2 separate regions of the Mus musculus genome follow, and region 2 is linked to region 1. Evidence: chromatin contacts called from public Hi-C data. All regions are on one chromosome and are shown on one strand. The core of a region is the stretch at or near the end of the contact, and the rest is flanking DNA. Distances in the headings are between cores, read along the strand shown. Region 1 overlaps Usp4 (ubiquitin specific peptidase 4 (proto-oncogene)). Region 2 holds the start of Iho1 (interactor of HORMAD1 1).

Region 1 (3,830 bases), core at 757-3,256:
TGTGTGTACACATACATGTGGAAGCTGAGGTTCATGTTAGTTGTCTTCCTTCACTGCTCTTCACCTTCTGAGGCAGATCTCTCTGAATACAGGGTGAGACCATTTCTGCTAAATGGCTGGACAGCTTGCTCTAGAGATCCCTGCCTCCAGCTCCTGTGCACTAGGATTATAGGCAGGCTATCACACTCACCCAACACAGTGAGTTCTGGGAATGTGAACTCTGGTCTTCATGCTTGCATAGCAAGCAACTGACCTGCTGAGGCATCATCCCAGCCACAGGTTTGCTTTTGTTTGTTTGTTTTGTAGATATGGTCTCCTATATATCAGGCTAGCCTAGAATTCACTAAGTACCAGAGGGTGGCCTTGAACTCCCCTCCTTCTACCTGCCACACAGGTATGCGCCACTACAGCTGGCTCTGTTTGTCATCAGGTCAGGAAACACTCATGTTATTTCCCTGCACTACATCCTAGAGAAAAGCCATCACTTTCTACTGCAAGGTGCACAATTCCACAAGCCACATGAATATCTCCTGGCATAACTGTGCTTGGAATCCAAATTTAGTAGCTGAGCTGTAATCTGTAAGAGGCCACAGAAAAGTCGAGTAGGAGCAAGCTATCACCCTTACGTCGTCCAAGACCTCACCCTAATCCTCCTTCCTTTCTCAAAGCCTCTAAACTACAAGTAGAAAAATAAAGGAGCTTAACACACACACACACACACACACACACACACACACACACAGAGCCACAATATCAGATCCCTCCCCATCTCTTGTCCTGACGGAATCCCGACAGCTATTTCGTGCATGAATGTCAAGCAGGCTGCTTAAAAACTGGGGCTTTGGAATGAGAAACCGGCTTTCCACCTACTTCAGAACAAGCCTTCCCTCTTCCCTTCCTCTGCACCTATGAGCCAGGTACATGGGGGAGAAGACTCACTTACTTTGACTGCAGGCTCTGCCGGGGCCATGTGCCATCTTCATTTTGGGGCTCAATTACTAGCACCTGAGTGAAAGGGGAAACCAGATGAGCACAATGCAACAAACCCTACTGCTGACATGCTTACTGCCAGAAGCCTTCATGACACACACCCCAGTCAGAGTTGCCTGTCTGGGCATGGGTTGGGCCCGCTTACCTGACCCTGGTACAGCCCAGCATCCTGGATAGTGTTGTCTAGCTTGCTCAACTGCTCATAGGTGTTGCTCATGTATTTGTTCCAAAGCCGTGTTTCACGTTCTGCAGGGATGTTGAAGAGCTTCCTCATCTCCTTCTCAATAGTTGCTAAGAACAGGCAAAAACATCACTCAGGATTGTCTCCAGAAATAAAGTTAAAGAAACCCTAGAATTCACTAATACCAGAGGGTGGCCTTGAACTCCCCCTCCTTCTACTGCCACACAGGCATGCGCCACTACAGCTGGCTCTGTTTGTCATCAGGTCAGGAAAAACTCATGTTAAGGCAAGCTGGGTAGTGGTGGTGCTCACCTTTAATCCCAGCACTTGGGAGGCAGAGGCAGGCAGATTTCTGAGTTCTAGGCCAACCTGGTCTACAGAGTGAGTTCCAGGACAGCCAGGGCTACACAGAGAAACCCTGACTCAAAAAAACAAACAAAAAAAAAAAGAGGAAGGGAAGAAGAAAGATGAAAAGATAAAGAAAGAAAAGTAACATAAAAGTTAGAAAACTGGAAGCTAGGTCGTGGTGGCACACAACTTTCTGTCTCAGAAAACAAACAAGAAGAGAAGCTTGTTCTATGATCATTACTGTTAGACAAACACACACACACACACACAACCTTCTGAGTTTATTTCACCAATTTTAGATGGAGTGGGCGAGGCCACAGGAGAGATCTGAGAGAGCAGGGGAGGGGTGGAGTAAGGAGAGAGAAGGGGAGTGATGTAATAAAGTTTTAAGGAAGAAAAAGTGACCTCGGAGCCAGGATACATACAGCCCAGCCCATGGTTTAGCAATGGATTTGATGATGCACAGGATCATGAGTTTGAGGTCATCTGAGCTACACAGCAAGGCTTCATCTCAAAGAAAGTGGGTGCTAGGCAGAGTGGACAGAGGATGTGGTTTAGTGTAGAGCCCTTGCTCAGCATGAGTGAAAGGTCCTGAGATTGACCCCCAGCTCCCCAAAACAACAACCAACCCAAACAGAATCAGCCATTCTCCCCTGAGATTGTTAGGGTTTCTTTTTTTTAATTAATTTTTATATGTATAAATGCGTTTTTGACTGTATGTATGTTTGTACACTAAATGTGTTTGATACCCTCAAGAGGCCAGAGGCTGTGGGTCCATGGGACTGGAGTTAAAGAGAGTGTGGTGGTTTGAATGACAATGGCCCCCATAGGTTCATGTCTTTGAATGTGTGGCTCCCAGGTAGAGGAACCGTTTGGAAGGATTAGGAAGTGTGGCCTGTTGGAGAAGGGGATCCCTGGGAGGCTTCGAAAGCCCTCACTAGGCCTTGTGCTGCTCATGCTCTCTCCTCCTCTCCGAGGTCAGTATGGAAAGCCTGCAGATCAGTATGAAAATACTGTTGCAGCACCACGCCAGTGTGTTTCCTGCCATGACGCTCGCTCAGGGACTAATCCTCTAAAACTGTAAGCAAGCCCCCAATGAAATGTTTTCTTTTATAAGTGTTGCCTTGGTCTTGGTGTCTCTTCACAGGAATTAAACAGTAACTAAGGCAATTGTAAACTGCCACGTAGATACTACAAATTCAGTCTAACTCCTCTGGAAGAATAACCAGTGCTCTTAATCACTGAACCATCTCTCCAGCCACTGTTATGTCTTCTGTGTATGGTATGTGATTTGTTAGTGCTGGTATATGCATAAGCATGTGTGTGGGTGGGTGTCATTGTGGGGACCAGAGGCCATATTTAGGTATCTTTCCATCCCTTCCCATCTTTTATTTTCTGAGACAGGATCTCTCTGTGAATCTAAAAGTTCATTGATTTACCTGGGAGTGGTGACCAATGAGCTTCAGGAATCTACCTGCTTGTCTCACGTTCCCCAGTACTAAGGTTTAAGATACATACCACACCTGGATTTCCTATATGGTAGGGATCTGAACTCAATTCCTCATGCCCGAACAGCGGGCCCTTACCTGTTAAACCATCTTCCTAGCCTTTCCTTTTTTTCCTCTTTGAAATAGGCTCTCACACTGGCCTTAAACTCTTGGCAGATCCTCATGCCTCTGCACTCCAAGTGCTGGGATTACAGGTGTTAGACACCATGCCCAATTCAAGTAGTAAAGGCTTTTATTGGTTTTGTTTGGTTTTTGTTCTGAGACCATGAGTGCGATCCCTAGGATCATATAAACCAGGCACTTAGGAGGTGGAGACAGGGAGATCAGGAATACAAGGTTATGCATGACTTTATACAGAGTTCAGGCCTGCTTGAGCTACTTTGCTGGCCATTTTGCTTGCCCAAGTACTGTTCTATAGAACACAGTTCCCAGGTCTGGTTCCTCATAAACATTCCCTCACGAAGACTTCCAAGTCAGGACTGAAGACCACAGATGAGTAACAATAGTGAAAGAAAACAACACAGGTTCCCTCTCATCAACTACAATACCCTGTATACTTTCACCAGACATGCAGAACCCTGCCAGCTGCTTACCAATGGTGTCTGCTTTGCTAAAATGGCAACTTAGCACATTGGTGGGGTCACTGTTCTCACAGAGCTTCAGCTCCAGCAAATACACTTCCACTTTGCAGTGCTTGACAAACAGGCCATGCTCCACAACCTGTAAGCAAGAGAGGCAAAGGTGAAGGAGCGGTGGTGGACATCTGGACAGTCCTGGAAGCAACATGGCTCAGCACCAGAAGG
Region 2 (4,220 bases), core at 410-2,909, 70 kb before region 1:
TTAAATTTGTTTTTGTTTTTGTTTTTTTTGTTTTTAGTTTCTCACTCTATAGCCCAGATTAGTTTGGAAATCACATCGAAATACTATTGCTTCAGCATTCCAAGTACTGAGACTAAAGGTGTGAGTAACTGGGTCCAACTATCTTTTTTTTTTTTTTTTTGAGACAGGGTTTTTCCACTCTGTATTTAAGACTCCAGAAACTGGCTATGTAGCCCAGGCTGGTCTCCAATTCCTGATCCACCTACGTGTCGCTAGGGCTACAGGTCTCACCATACTTGGCTAATTTATTTTTTGCTGTACCAATGATGGAACCCAGGGCCTTCCATATGTTGCGTATGCTTCCTGCTGCTGAGCTCTAAGCCCCAAACTAGGTTGTGAGTTTTTGCTTGTACTCTGAGACAGAATCTCACTATGTAGTCTTGGATAAGCTAGAACCCCCTCATATATAGGCCAGGATAGCTTTGAACTTGGATCTATCTTCTTACCTACACAAGTGTTGGGATTTCAGGCATGTAATACCATGCCTGACTTTGTTTGACACAGGGACTCATGTATCCCAGTCTGGTCCCAAACTCACTTTGTAGCCAAAAAGACCTTAAACTTCTGATTTTTTTTTTTTTTTGCCTCCACCCACCCAGAGTGCTAAGATTCCAGATGTACACCATAATTGTCTCCATTGTTTTGTTACTATAGAGAGTGTACATTTTTTAGAATTCTATATAAATAGAGCCATACAATATGTACTCTTTTGTGTCTGACTTCTACTTAGCATAGATATTTGAGGTTTAGGGGCACTGGTGTGATAACTGTTCTGTCATTTTTATTACTTGGGTTTACCTTTGTTGTTGATGGTGGGGTTTTTTTTTTTGTTGTTGTTGTTGTTGTTTTTGTTTTTTGAGACTGGGTTTCTCTGTGTAACACTGGCTGTCTTAGAACTCTGTAGGCCAGGCTGGCCTCGAACTCAGAGATCACCAGCCTCTGCCTCCCGAGTGCTAAGATTAATGGCATGTGACCGCTTCCCAGCTTAAATTTTTATTTTATTTTGTTCTTTGTTTTGCTGTTTTGCCTTTGTGTATGTGTGAGTTTATGCTCATGCCCACTGCACACACGTAGAGGTCAGAGCACAACGTTCAAGGGTCTCAGAACTCAACTCTACCTTTGTGGATCCTGAGGAGCAAAGCCAGGTCTTTGGGCTTGGTGGCAAAGCTGAGCATCTTGCTGGCCCTTGAGTTCCCTGTTGTCTGAGTATAGCAACTCTCTTCACTCTGGCTCCAGATGCTCCGGCTACTCGGATATACCCAGACAACAGTGAACTCAAAGGCTAGCAAGATGCTTAGCCATATCCTGATCTTTGGCACCCTCGCCCACCTTACACATGGCCCTCACAGGCAGCATTGGGCATTCCTCCGGGCCTCCATTTTTTAGGTGAGAAGTGAGATGGGGTAGTGGACCCTGAGAGGGCCTGTGCTGAGCAACCAGACATGAGGGTTCAGGCTCGTGGGGTCTGCGAGCTGCCTGTGGCTTAAGGCGGAGGGAAGCAGGCCCACTGTCAAATCGTTAAAAAGCCTCAGGCATCGTGCAGAAGGGGGCGGGGTCAAGAATCGGCATTCTTATTGGTGAGCGCAGCCCGGGGGTGGGGCCTCACCTCGGCGGGCTTTCTTCGGCGCCCAGGAAGCCGCAGGAAGGCAGGCGTGTGCTGTCGCGTGTGGCGAGGTGAGAACTCGAGGTGCGTGGGTCACGAGGGGCGTGAGGAGTGGGAAGAGATGAGGTGGTTGGGGAACCTAGGGCCCCGCAGGCCCAGTCGCCCGATGCCTTTGAGGGTCACTCGGCCACTGGAAGCCTGGCCTGAGGCTCTCGGCTTCTCGTCAGACTCTCACAGGGCTGGAGCTTCAAGTGGGCGATGAGGCAAGCCTGGGAAATGAGTGAATGGGGAATCAGAGAGGCAGCTGGAAATTTGTTCTTATTGTTACGAACAAACAAAAGAAAAAAAGAAAAAGTAAGCCGTTTGGGAAACACATAGAAATGATAATCCAGGAGCTTCGAGGTTCTCTCTCTCTCTCTCTCTCTCTCTCTCTCTCTCTCTCTCGGTTTTTCGAGACAGGGTTTCTCTGTGTAGCCCTGGCTGTCCTGGAAGTCACTCTATAGACCAGGCTGGCCTCGAACTCAGAAATCTGCCTGCCTCTGCCTCCCAAGTGCTGGGATTAAAGAGGTTTTCTTAAAACATTATTTTAGCCAGGCGGCGGCGGCGGTGGTGGCGCACGCCTTTAATCCAAGCACTCAGGAGACAGAGACAGGCAGATCTCTGAGTTTGAGGCCAGCCTGGTCTACTAAGGGAATTCTAAGATAGCCAGGGCTACTGAGTAGGATCTTGTCTCAAAGACAAAAACAAACAAACAAACAACACATCAAAATAGAAACAATTATTATTTTTTAAAAACTATTCTTATTTGCAGGGTGGGAGTTTCGTGAAGGTCAGAAGACAGTTTTCAAGAATTGGTTCTGATCAGCCTTGTGGATCTCGGGGTCGAACTTGAATAGTCAGGGTTGCTAGCAAGCATTTTTACCAGTGTTTAGTCCTTGGAGAAAGCTTCTTGACCAGACTATATGAGAGTGAACAATTCCTTTTGGCAAAGAATCACCTGGCGATTAGGTGGAAGGGGACCAGAAGTCTTTGGAAGAAACTAGCCTTTTCAGCATTAAAGGAGGGGTGTTGGGGGGATGTAGAAGATATAGGACGGAGTGTGGGGAGGGAGGTGTTGAAGGCTTTCACTCCAGGACCCCATTTCTCAAAGCTGGAATAGGACAGCCTGGGCTATATAGGGAGTTCTATCTATCTCTTGTTAAGTAGTGGAACCTTGTTCCAAAAAAACCCAGGCTGGACAGCGTGAAGGATATGTGTAATCCTAGCACTATCTGTCGCTGAGGAGAGCCAGGTTGGGGTTCATAGTGAAATCCTGTATAAAAAACAAAACACCCAAGCACTAGGTAGGCAGAGGCAGACAGATCTCTGGATTTGAGGTCATCTTCCTTTCCATAATGAGTCCTAAGTAGCCAGGGCTACATAGTTAGACTATGTCAAAATAAGTAAATAAAACCCAGAAGCTAGCCGGGCAGTGGAATTGCATGCCTTTAATACCAGCACTTAGGAGGCAGAGGCAGGTGGATAGGTCTTGTGAGTTTGAGGCCAGACTGATCTAGAGTAAATTTCATGACAGCCAGGGCTACACAGAGAAACCCTGTCTTGAAAAACAACAACAAAAACCCCAAAGCCAAGTAGTGAGATAATGACATAATGATGGCCATATAGACCTATACGATCAGTTCAAAAATATCTGTAGCCAGTTAAGCTGACTAGATTTCTTTCTCTATGGGGGTCTGGTGTACAAAGGTTGCAAACAGAGGTAGTTTATGCAGCTTATGTGGGTTGCCTTGGAGACAGTGTTTTGCTAGATTTCTGTCTCTGATTTCAATGCTGTCCCCAGTTTGTGATGCTGAAAGGTTATATGGGGTGCCCCCGGGAAGCTCTAGGACACAGTAGCTCAGGTTGTCATGACCTTCGGCACTGAGCAGAACATAAGGAACATTTGATTAAAGATCTGTATAGCACCAAGTTGCTAAGATCCACATTTCAAAGAAGTGGGGCTTTGCCAAGTTTAATGCAGATGAGTCTGAAGATGTGTTAGTCTGAAGATGTGTTAGCTGAGAAGCAGCTGTGGGGTCAAGTATATCCCCTGGTGACTAGCCAAAGGCCCTGCACTCCTGAGGACTAACATGGTGTTGTCCTATATTCACCAAACCATGCTCACTAATCTCACATCCAGTCTGGGGGAAAAAAAAAAAAAAAGAGTCCAGGAATACAGACTGTTTGATGGGCCAGAGGGGCGAGCCACTGTGACTCCCAGGGCCACCGTCTCTTCACAGGCACTCTTCCTTTATTCATCTAACCACAGCCCTTGTGGCTCCACTTTCCTTCTTTCTTTAATAAAGATGAGTTGATAAATGAAGAGGGAATCCTGCACTTGAAAGTTTCAAGTGTGTGCATTTAAGAGTGTCATTTACCTTGATGGATAGGCATATTGGAATGACCTATCTGGATCTGAATTCTCTGGAAAGTTAAAAGCTCATTCATTTAACAGGAGACAAAAGACTAGCTCAGGCTGAGGACATTAGCCCATGTGGTCCTTAGACATAGTTAAGAAAACAGTAAGACTATACCCTCT

Evidence for each region. A called contact is a pair of places that touch in the nucleus more often than the background predicts.
Region 2: a contact with region 1 is called in a Hi-C map of bone marrow-derived macrophages, with 53 read pairs. The contact joins the promoter of Iho1 here to the enhancer-like site in region 1. A contact is called at or near these places in 13 of 39 promoter capture datasets (the 3T3-L1 cell line, the C10 cell line, the HPC-7 cell line and 7 more), 13 of 484 Hi-C or Micro-C datasets (the AML12 cell line, bone marrow-derived macrophages, embryonic stem cells and 7 more), 4 of 115 datasets of contacts at active chromatin or transcription factors (all in embryonic stem cells) and 3 of 9 other capture datasets (adipose tissue, liver and pancreatic islet).

What each region holds. Positions count from the first base shown.
Region 1 is chr9:108,360,012-108,363,841 of GRCm38.p6, reverse strand. Usp4 (ubiquitin specific peptidase 4 (proto-oncogene)) reads right to left here. Exons shown (of 22, transcript NM_011678.2): 4 at 3,621-3,747; 5 at 1,136-1,281; 6 at 944-1,005. Among named protein-coding and RNA genes, the nearest start is that of Usp4, 14 kb to the right of the region's middle. Within about 2 kb of position 2,006, at least 6 of the 459 cell types and tissues checked have an H3K27ac peak or open chromatin away from gene starts, as enhancers often do. A contact at or near this core is called in bone marrow-derived macrophages, where this site is marked.
Region 2 is chr9:108,429,265-108,433,484 of GRCm38.p6, reverse strand. It overlaps Iho1 (interactor of HORMAD1 1), which reads left to right and starts at 1,659. Exons shown (of 8, transcript NM_001135198.2): 1 at 1,659-1,713. It also overlaps the pseudogene Gm25456.